2 separate regions of the Aedes albopictus genome follow, and region 2 is linked to region 1. The links are chromatin contacts, called in public Hi-C maps. All regions are on one chromosome and are shown on one strand. Each heading gives the region's core, a stretch centred on a gene start, on an enhancer-like site or on the middle of the called end of the contact. The rest is flanking DNA. Distances are from core to core; before and after follow the strand shown.

What was found. Hi-C and Micro-C count contacts between places; a contact is called where the count stands out from the background.
Region 2: a Hi-C map of whole body shows a contact between it and region 1, with 6 times the contacts expected there. The contact joins the promoter of LOC109423345 here to the promoter of LOC109423344 in region 1. A contact is called at or near these places in 2 of 3 Hi-C or Micro-C datasets (embryo and whole body).

The regions. Positions count from the first base shown.
Region 1 is chr2:493,114,733-493,118,497 of AalbF5, reverse strand. LOC109423344 (syndecan) reads right to left here and starts at 2,245. Exons shown (of 5, transcript XM_019698290.3): 1 at 1,038-2,245. The coding sequence starts at 1,130.
Region 2 is chr2:493,292,777-493,296,910 of AalbF5, reverse strand. LOC109423345 (DCN1-like protein 3) reads right to left here and starts at 2,414. Exons shown (of 4, transcript XM_019698298.3): 1 at 2,245-2,414; 2 at 1,134-1,701; 3 at 930-1,067. The coding sequence starts at 1,257.

The DNA of each region.
Region 1 (3,765 bases), core at 996-3,495:
AAGAACTCTAAAAAACATTTGACTAAACTTGAATTTTTCAACAAAAGAAAAAGTTATGGCGATTTTATTTGTTTCACGTTTTTTGAGCAAATTGGACTGTTTTAAATATGTATTCCATTACTTTTTCAATTTGTTGGAGGATTTGTTGTTACTTTCCTTCAAAACACATTCGTATATATGTCAATTAGAGGGAAGTTAAATTATCTATAATTTGCATCTTGAATTTTGAAACGATGTTGAAGTTTTGGATAATTTGGTGTTTTATTAGAAAAATAATCTAATCATTGTAATTTTCTTCCGTGTTAAGAATTTTAAGTTAAGTCAACAGTTTTTCATAGCTCATTATATAAGTCATAAATAGTCAAAATTTCATTGCATTCGGTTCATTGACTCCGGAGATATAACAGCCCAAAGTTGGCTATCGGATAATTTCACCTTTTCCAAGAATCTTTATAACTTCGTGGAGAATGGCCCGATTTTTCCCAAATTTGGACCACTGATACACAACTAGTTGGTGAACTTACAGTAAAAATTTGAATAATATTTGATGCACTTTTTTAAAAACTACAGCCAGTTGAACATTTTTCGAAAAGTGAAAATTTTGCCTGCCCCGATCATTTTGTCTATCCCCTGTAGATAGCAGCGGTTAGATTCAGTATACCAAACCACCTTCTTCCTTCAGATGCATCAAGCTGCACTCGAAGCAAAACTAATGCATGTATTTTAAGACAATACCAATCTACTCCAACCCAGCATACCCAAGACTGCTTTAAGTTTTGACGAGCGAATAATTTGCCCAATCCTTCGACTTTCAAGGGTTAAACGTCTTCTTCAAAACGACAAAATATTCAACAGGTTTTCAAAATGTTCAAATGTATCTGCTCCGCTGTACCACAATTTTGAAAACCTCTGCAGCTTACTGCATCTCCACTGTCACTTTGCATGATTTGTGGAGAGAATCTTTTTTTGTATTAATGAAGGAGATAAAACAAAAACTAATTCTAGTGAACGGAGACCAGTGCTTCCATGACACATACCTGTTCATCCTGTGCCAAGGCGCTAGACCACGGCGCTGTCAGCATGAAACATGCCAACACTATCGTCGATATGTGAATTCTTCTGAGATACATCCTGTTTTTTGCTGGCCCCTGCTACCGCCGCAACTCCCTCTCGTGTATCGGTTCCTCGTCTCTCTGCTTCGTTCACCTGTACGTACCAACACTACAGCGCTTCTGCCTTGAGATTTTCTTCCTAGGATTAATTAAATCTATCCTATGCAGTTCACTGTACACTCCAGTAAATGGGCAATTCTTTTCGCGCTATCCACGGCTGCTATTCACTGACACGGTCTACACTTCGGGCGGAATCTTTTCGCTAAAACTATTCCAAATCACGAAGCACTTTTCCTGTGCGTTTCTTTTTTATGGATTCGGAAATCGAATTCCAAAACCTGCGATGTATATTATTTTGCTTGCCTCGTCGTATGTGCCCTGTTCACCAACCAGCACACGCACCACTACACACGCGTGTACGCACTAAACATACATACACACACTATTCTTTGCCCCGTACTGAATGGGAAAAAAGTAAAATAACACACAGCCCACAACCGTACGCGGGGGCGGACGCGCGCGGAGGAACCGACTTATCGAAAGAAAAGATCCCGACCAAGTCCCGTACGCCAGAACGAAACGGCACCACCGCACAAAAACCACAAATACCAACACAGAGGAGATCCAACCAGCACAGCACACAGCACAGAGAGGAACGTAAATCTTTCACACAATTTTCACGCTCGGATTTTCGGCCCTGGACACGGCCTGGACTTTTGGCCACTCGGAACTGCACCAACTAAAGCCTATCCGGCCGCATTCGGACGGTTAACGATTGCAGTGATGCGCAAAATATCCACCCAACTCGCGAATACCGTAATTTTCCTCCGGAATATCGCCCAAATTCACAAATATTCCAACCGAAGATCGAAACGCACAACTCCTCCTTCGCACACGCTCTGTATTCGTCTGCTCACTGTCAGCACGGACTGACTGGACTGGCTCTGGCTGTTTCGTTCACCAACAACGGCAATGATCAATGAAAATCATCGAGCCAGCAAGAAATTCTCGACGGACGGCTCTCGACTTGCGCTTTCAAAATGTCTTCCCCCTATACGAATCGGAAGGGTCTGGTCTACTACAGTCTCTGCTGGCTCGCTCTCACTCGCTTCTCACTTCCCATCAACATATAAACATGTCTAGCAATATTGTAGTAAAGGCCAAGAGGCAAGGCAAGTTTTGTATAAAAATATGCTCTCCGGTCTCGGTCTGTGAATGAATGTGCGGGAAGAGTGTAGGCACCGAATGCGCAGGGTTGTGATTCCAGACTCTGATGCGGCATGACAGACGCTGCAAACGAGGGGCTTGTATGGAAGATTGCGATATGACTGCGCAACGTGGTTGCGTGTCGAAAATATACCAACGATAGGTCCCTCGGCGGTAATAAATGGCTGCGCACCGTCCAATTTATTCTGGATTTCATTATGAACTAATTTAAAATATCTATTCATATGTTGATTGAACATTATTTCTGTTGCGACGGCAATTTGGTGTTTGGTCAAACTGGTATCTTACTTACTTACCGATCAGGCTAAGGCCCGGGGTGGCCTCTACTAGTACATAGTAGCCGTCTCCATTCCACTCGGTCCATGGCTGTTTGTCTCCATTTCCGCACTCTGCGTAGGGTCCGCAGATCGTCCTCCACTTGGTCGACCCACCTAGCTTGCTGCGCTCCACGTCTTCTTGTACCTGTCGGATGACTCACCACGAGAACCATTTTAGTCGGGTTGCTATCTGATATCCTGATGACGTGACCCGCCCACCATAGCTTTCCGATTTTCGCAGTGTGGACGATTGTTGAATCTCTCAGCAGCTGATGCAGCTCGTGGTTCATTCGCCTTCTCCAAGTCCCGTCTTCCATTTGCACTCCGCCGTAGATGGTACGCAACACCTTCCATTCGAAAACTTCTAGGGCGCGTTGGTCCTCTGCACGTAGAATCCATCTTTCGTGCCCATAGAGGACGACCGGTCTAATCAGCGTTTTGTAGATAATTAATTTCGTGTGACGGCGAACTTTGTTCGATCGTATAGTTCTGCGGAGTCCAAAGTTGATCGATTTCCTGCCACAATGCGTCTCTGAATATCTCTGCTGGTGTCGTTGTCAGCGGTCACCAATGAGCCCAAGTACAGGAATTCTTCAACCGCCTCGATTTCATCATCGTCGATAGAAATTCGGGGTGGCGGGCGCGGTGATTCCTCCCTGGAGCCCTTTGCCATCATGTACTTTGTCTTCGACACATTAATGACTAATCCGATTCGCCTAGCTTCACTCTTTAGTCGGATGTACGTTTCCGCCATCGCCTCAAAATTACGAGCTAACGAGCTATAATATCAATATCATCAGCGAAACCAAGCAGCTGAACGGACTTCGTGAAAAACGTTCCACTCGTGTTTATCCCCACTTTCCTTATTACACCCTCTAACGCTATGTTGAACAGCAAGCACGAAATACCATCACCTTGCCGTAACCCTCTGCGAGATTCGAAGGGACTCGAGGGTGTCCCTGATACTCGAACTACGCACATCACTCGATCCATCGTCGCCTTGATCAACCGTATCAGTTTATCCGGGAATCCGTATTCGTGCATAATCTGCCACAGTTGGTCTCAAACGATTGTATCATACGCTGATTTGAAATCGACGAACAAGTGAT
Region 2 (4,134 bases), core at 1,165-3,664, 180 kb before region 1:
CTTTAGAAATGAAATAACTGAAGAATATGTTTTGCTATTACATCATGGAGCTATCGAATAAATGGGCAACTTTATAACAAAAAATGTTTTTACTTTGTTATTCAATACCTTTTGGATAACACATACACCACTTAAAATTTTAGATATGCATTCATTATTAAAATAACAGTACTTGTTATTATCTAGGTGTTATCTATACAACATTATGGTATTCGTTTTTGTTATTTTGCCTTTTATGTCCACCTAATGAAGGACATATCAAGGTAAGATAGTACTTAACATTAATACCTTGATATGTTATTCAGTAGCTATTTTCTTCTGCTCGGGTACAACGCTGATTAACATGTAAAGAATAACAATAAATAATAAAATATCGTAATTATCAGCCTGAAGTTCACAGGGTCAAATATTTGACAAGGAAAGAACTCAAGAAACAACATCAGTTTGACAATAATATGAAAATTCGATCGAGTCAGCCAAGATACCCTGTGCACCAACGGCTTAAGGCTTAATAACATTTTCCATGAACGTCGCATTGGTCTTTGAAGGTCTGATTCTAAGTTTAATGGAGAGACGAACCAGCCAAGGGATGAAAGTTTCTTAAATAAAGACAAATCAATCAATCAATAAGTTTAATGTGATTTTATTGCGTTCCAATACCTTTGTTTTGATGAGTAAATAAACAAAGCAGTTTTAATTTCCGTGGATATATAGAATGACAGTTCAATCAATTAAATGACAATTCGCCCCGAGCAAAAAAAAAACTATACAAACTTTAAATGCATTTTGAAAATAGTTCCCGGGCATCAATTATGAAATTCAGCATTAAAATTAAATTTTAACTAATTTTTAGACGGAGATCCCGACAAGAAAATAATCTGGATACCCCTAAGGAACCCAATTAAATGATCTAAGCTTATTTTACTCACCTGGCAAACTGCCACCATCCGGCAGTGCATTAATGTTCCCATTAAGTAATCCAGGCGTCTTCCTAAAACTACCACTTTTTCTCTCTGAGCCCAGCGAGGTCACCCTGGTCGGACTGGCCGCCAGCAGGTCGTCCGTTTCTAGCAAGTTAATAAAACACAAAATTATCCAATAGGAACTTATGTACCCAGCAAAACACCCCATACCATGTATAGCCGCTTCCGTATCTGTGATGGCCGTTTCTGGCCCAGTCACCATCCCGTCGATCGCCTCAACGTTATTCACCGTCGCATTCGGTGGCGATTTGAAGCACGTCAGACAACTTCCCATTCTACTGCCTGTTATGTCGTTCTAGTTTCCTCCAACCTCCGTTTCTGCGTCTACCCGGGGCCAGTGGCCCTCCCCCGTCTCCCGTCTTCGCGATTATCTCCTCCAAAACCGAATTGCACAGACTGTCCTCCAATTGGGCCCACCGTCGATAGAGCTCATTCTCTTGAGCCTACTGCGGAAACAACGTTCGGACATTTGACCGATCCGACTGTTTGGCAACCATTAGCAGCCCTCTGAATCGATCTGCACTATCCAGCTGGGATCATTGCAGTTCTTTTTTGGGTGTTTGGCACTGTGACGAACCTTGTACTGCTCAAGCAGTAGCCGCGGTTGATTCGTAATGTATGTGTGTGATTGGCACTTGAACAGTTATGATGGATTTAGGTATCGTTCTTCCTTTTCACTTTTGGTTATTGATGGTGTTGCTTCTCCTCTGTACGGTACCTAAAATGAAGAGAGATTCAGAACGATGTTAACATTGTTATTGTTGTTGTTGGTGCAGTTGTTAATGTGTTCTTCTATGCTCTTGCTCGTCTTTTTTCTAGCTTCTGAGTCATTGACACCTTCCATTGAACACTTTCTAAAATTTATTGAATTATAATTCAATTTCAAGGCAACATGTTACACTTTCGAACAGACTCGATTAGATTAACTTATGAACTGGTAAACATCACAAATATGGGAAATATTTATTTATTTTCACAACCCCCAGGAACAGGATTGTGCTTGCATGCACTAGTTTGACAGATGTTTTCGATCGAGTCGAATACAAAATATTGAAACATTTTCCAAACTTAAAACATCAATTACGCACGTATTACAACTCACGCGAACAATCGCACCCAAACCGATCAATTTATGCCCAAGTCAGGTACATCGTCGCCATAAAACCACACAAAATTTTCACTCTACCTTCCTGGCCAAATGCACCAGCTTCCAAAAAATCACTTCTTCCTATACCTCCTCTATCGAACTGCAGACACCTACTTCTTCTTTCTTCGTCTCTTCTCTCGGCACTCGGCTCGGTTCTCTACTTCGCATATAAATACACGAACAAACTGTTCGGTTGTTGGTTCATGGGTTAAATTGCGATGATTACAACAACTTTTGTTGAAGTTGGGTTCATCTCTTTTGACACAAGCTGAGCTGAGCTGACTGACAGGGTTTTTTGACTGACAGAACCAACCTCTTTCACACAGGCATGAGCTGATGGGTAAATACCTGCACATCGGTAAGCAACGTTTACGATGCATTTTATGAACATGTTGTTGTGTAAAAGCTATGAGCGAGGTATGACTTGCTATAGAAAAGTCTTCCACGATATTGTACGTGTTGGTATAGGTAGCCTAGAGACAGAAAATGCTTAAGGGAAAGGTTTTTTTTTTCATTAAATCTGATCTAATTTGAAGAAAAGTAATTTTATAATCAATCTTTTAATTACTTTTTCCATAATTTCCTTATTTCACGCCCTCGTACTTTCATAATCTGACAAATTTCGCAGATGTTAGCGGCCAAATTCGTTTTCACAGGTTCCAACTATGCAATAACAGTTCTGAGTCATTTTGCCGAAGTTCAGTTTGGCCGAATGTCGTTTGGCCGAAAAAGTTATGATGAACTTAAGTGCAAGGATGGGAACACTCACTTGGGGGCTGTCCATTAATTACGTAAGGGTTTATGGTGGGAGGGGGGCTTTGAAAAATCTTACGCGCCATACAAAAAATGTTGGGTTCTCATACAAAAAATCTTTCAAGGGGGGGGGGGGGAGGTGGTATCGAAAAATCGCTAAAATTCCCTTACGTAATTAATGGACAGCCCCTTGACATTATCACAGCTCAGGAGCATGCTTTCAACAAACAGTGTATGGAGCATTTTTACCTTGTGGTTTTATCTAAAATAATAATAACTTAACTTAAGATTCGTACACGCATACCAAAGTTGTGACGGAGCTAGCAATTCCCATCCCTGCCACAGATTCCTATATCAGTATAACTCGAAAGTACAGCCTATGATTCGAAAAAAATAAAAATCTAACAAAAAACATTCGCAACTTCTACGCCAACTAATCTCTGAATAGTAAAACTAGAAAGAAAAGCCTATGACTAAAAGAAAAAAAGTATTTCTGATGAACACATTGTCAGCTAGAATGTTGTCCAGAGTTTGTCTACGCCTCTACAGTCTACATTCTTTGATCATCTCTCTCTCTCTCTTCTTGGCGTAACGTCCTCACTGGGACAAAGCCTGCTTCTCAGCTTAGTGTTCTATGAGCACTTCCACAGTTTTTAACTGAGAGCTTCCTCTGCCAATGACCATTTTGCATGTGTATATCGTGTGGCAGGCACGAAGATACTCTATCCCCAAGGAAGTCAAGGAAATTTCCTTTACGAAAAGATCCTGGACCGACCGGGAATCGAACCCGTCACCCTCAGCATGGTCATGCTGAATACCCGTGCGTTTACCGCCTCGGCTATATGGGCCCTGATCATAATTGATCATAATTCGGCCTTACAGACAATTGACCAACTTTTCTGGGCATCAATATGCACATCATCTGCTAAGTTTTCCTCATCAACTAGGGTATTGGTTCCCTTTCCTATCATCTCATTCCTTTTTTCAACCTTCTAAAAAGAAAGAACTGAAGCGCTATTTGTTTTGTTTATTATTTTTGTATTTTTTGTTAGAAGTGAGCACCTATGAAAACAAAAAGAACGTAATTAATTGGTGCCGCTATCGCTCGAATAGGACGAATTTGGGAGCGTGAGATTACTGATGACACTCAAGCTCTACTTTGTTGTTTTTGAGCTAGTGTTGACGTTGTGTTTTCCGCCGTCATCTCAGTCATCCGTGCTTAAGTTCTCCGTGTTATTCAAATGTTCATTG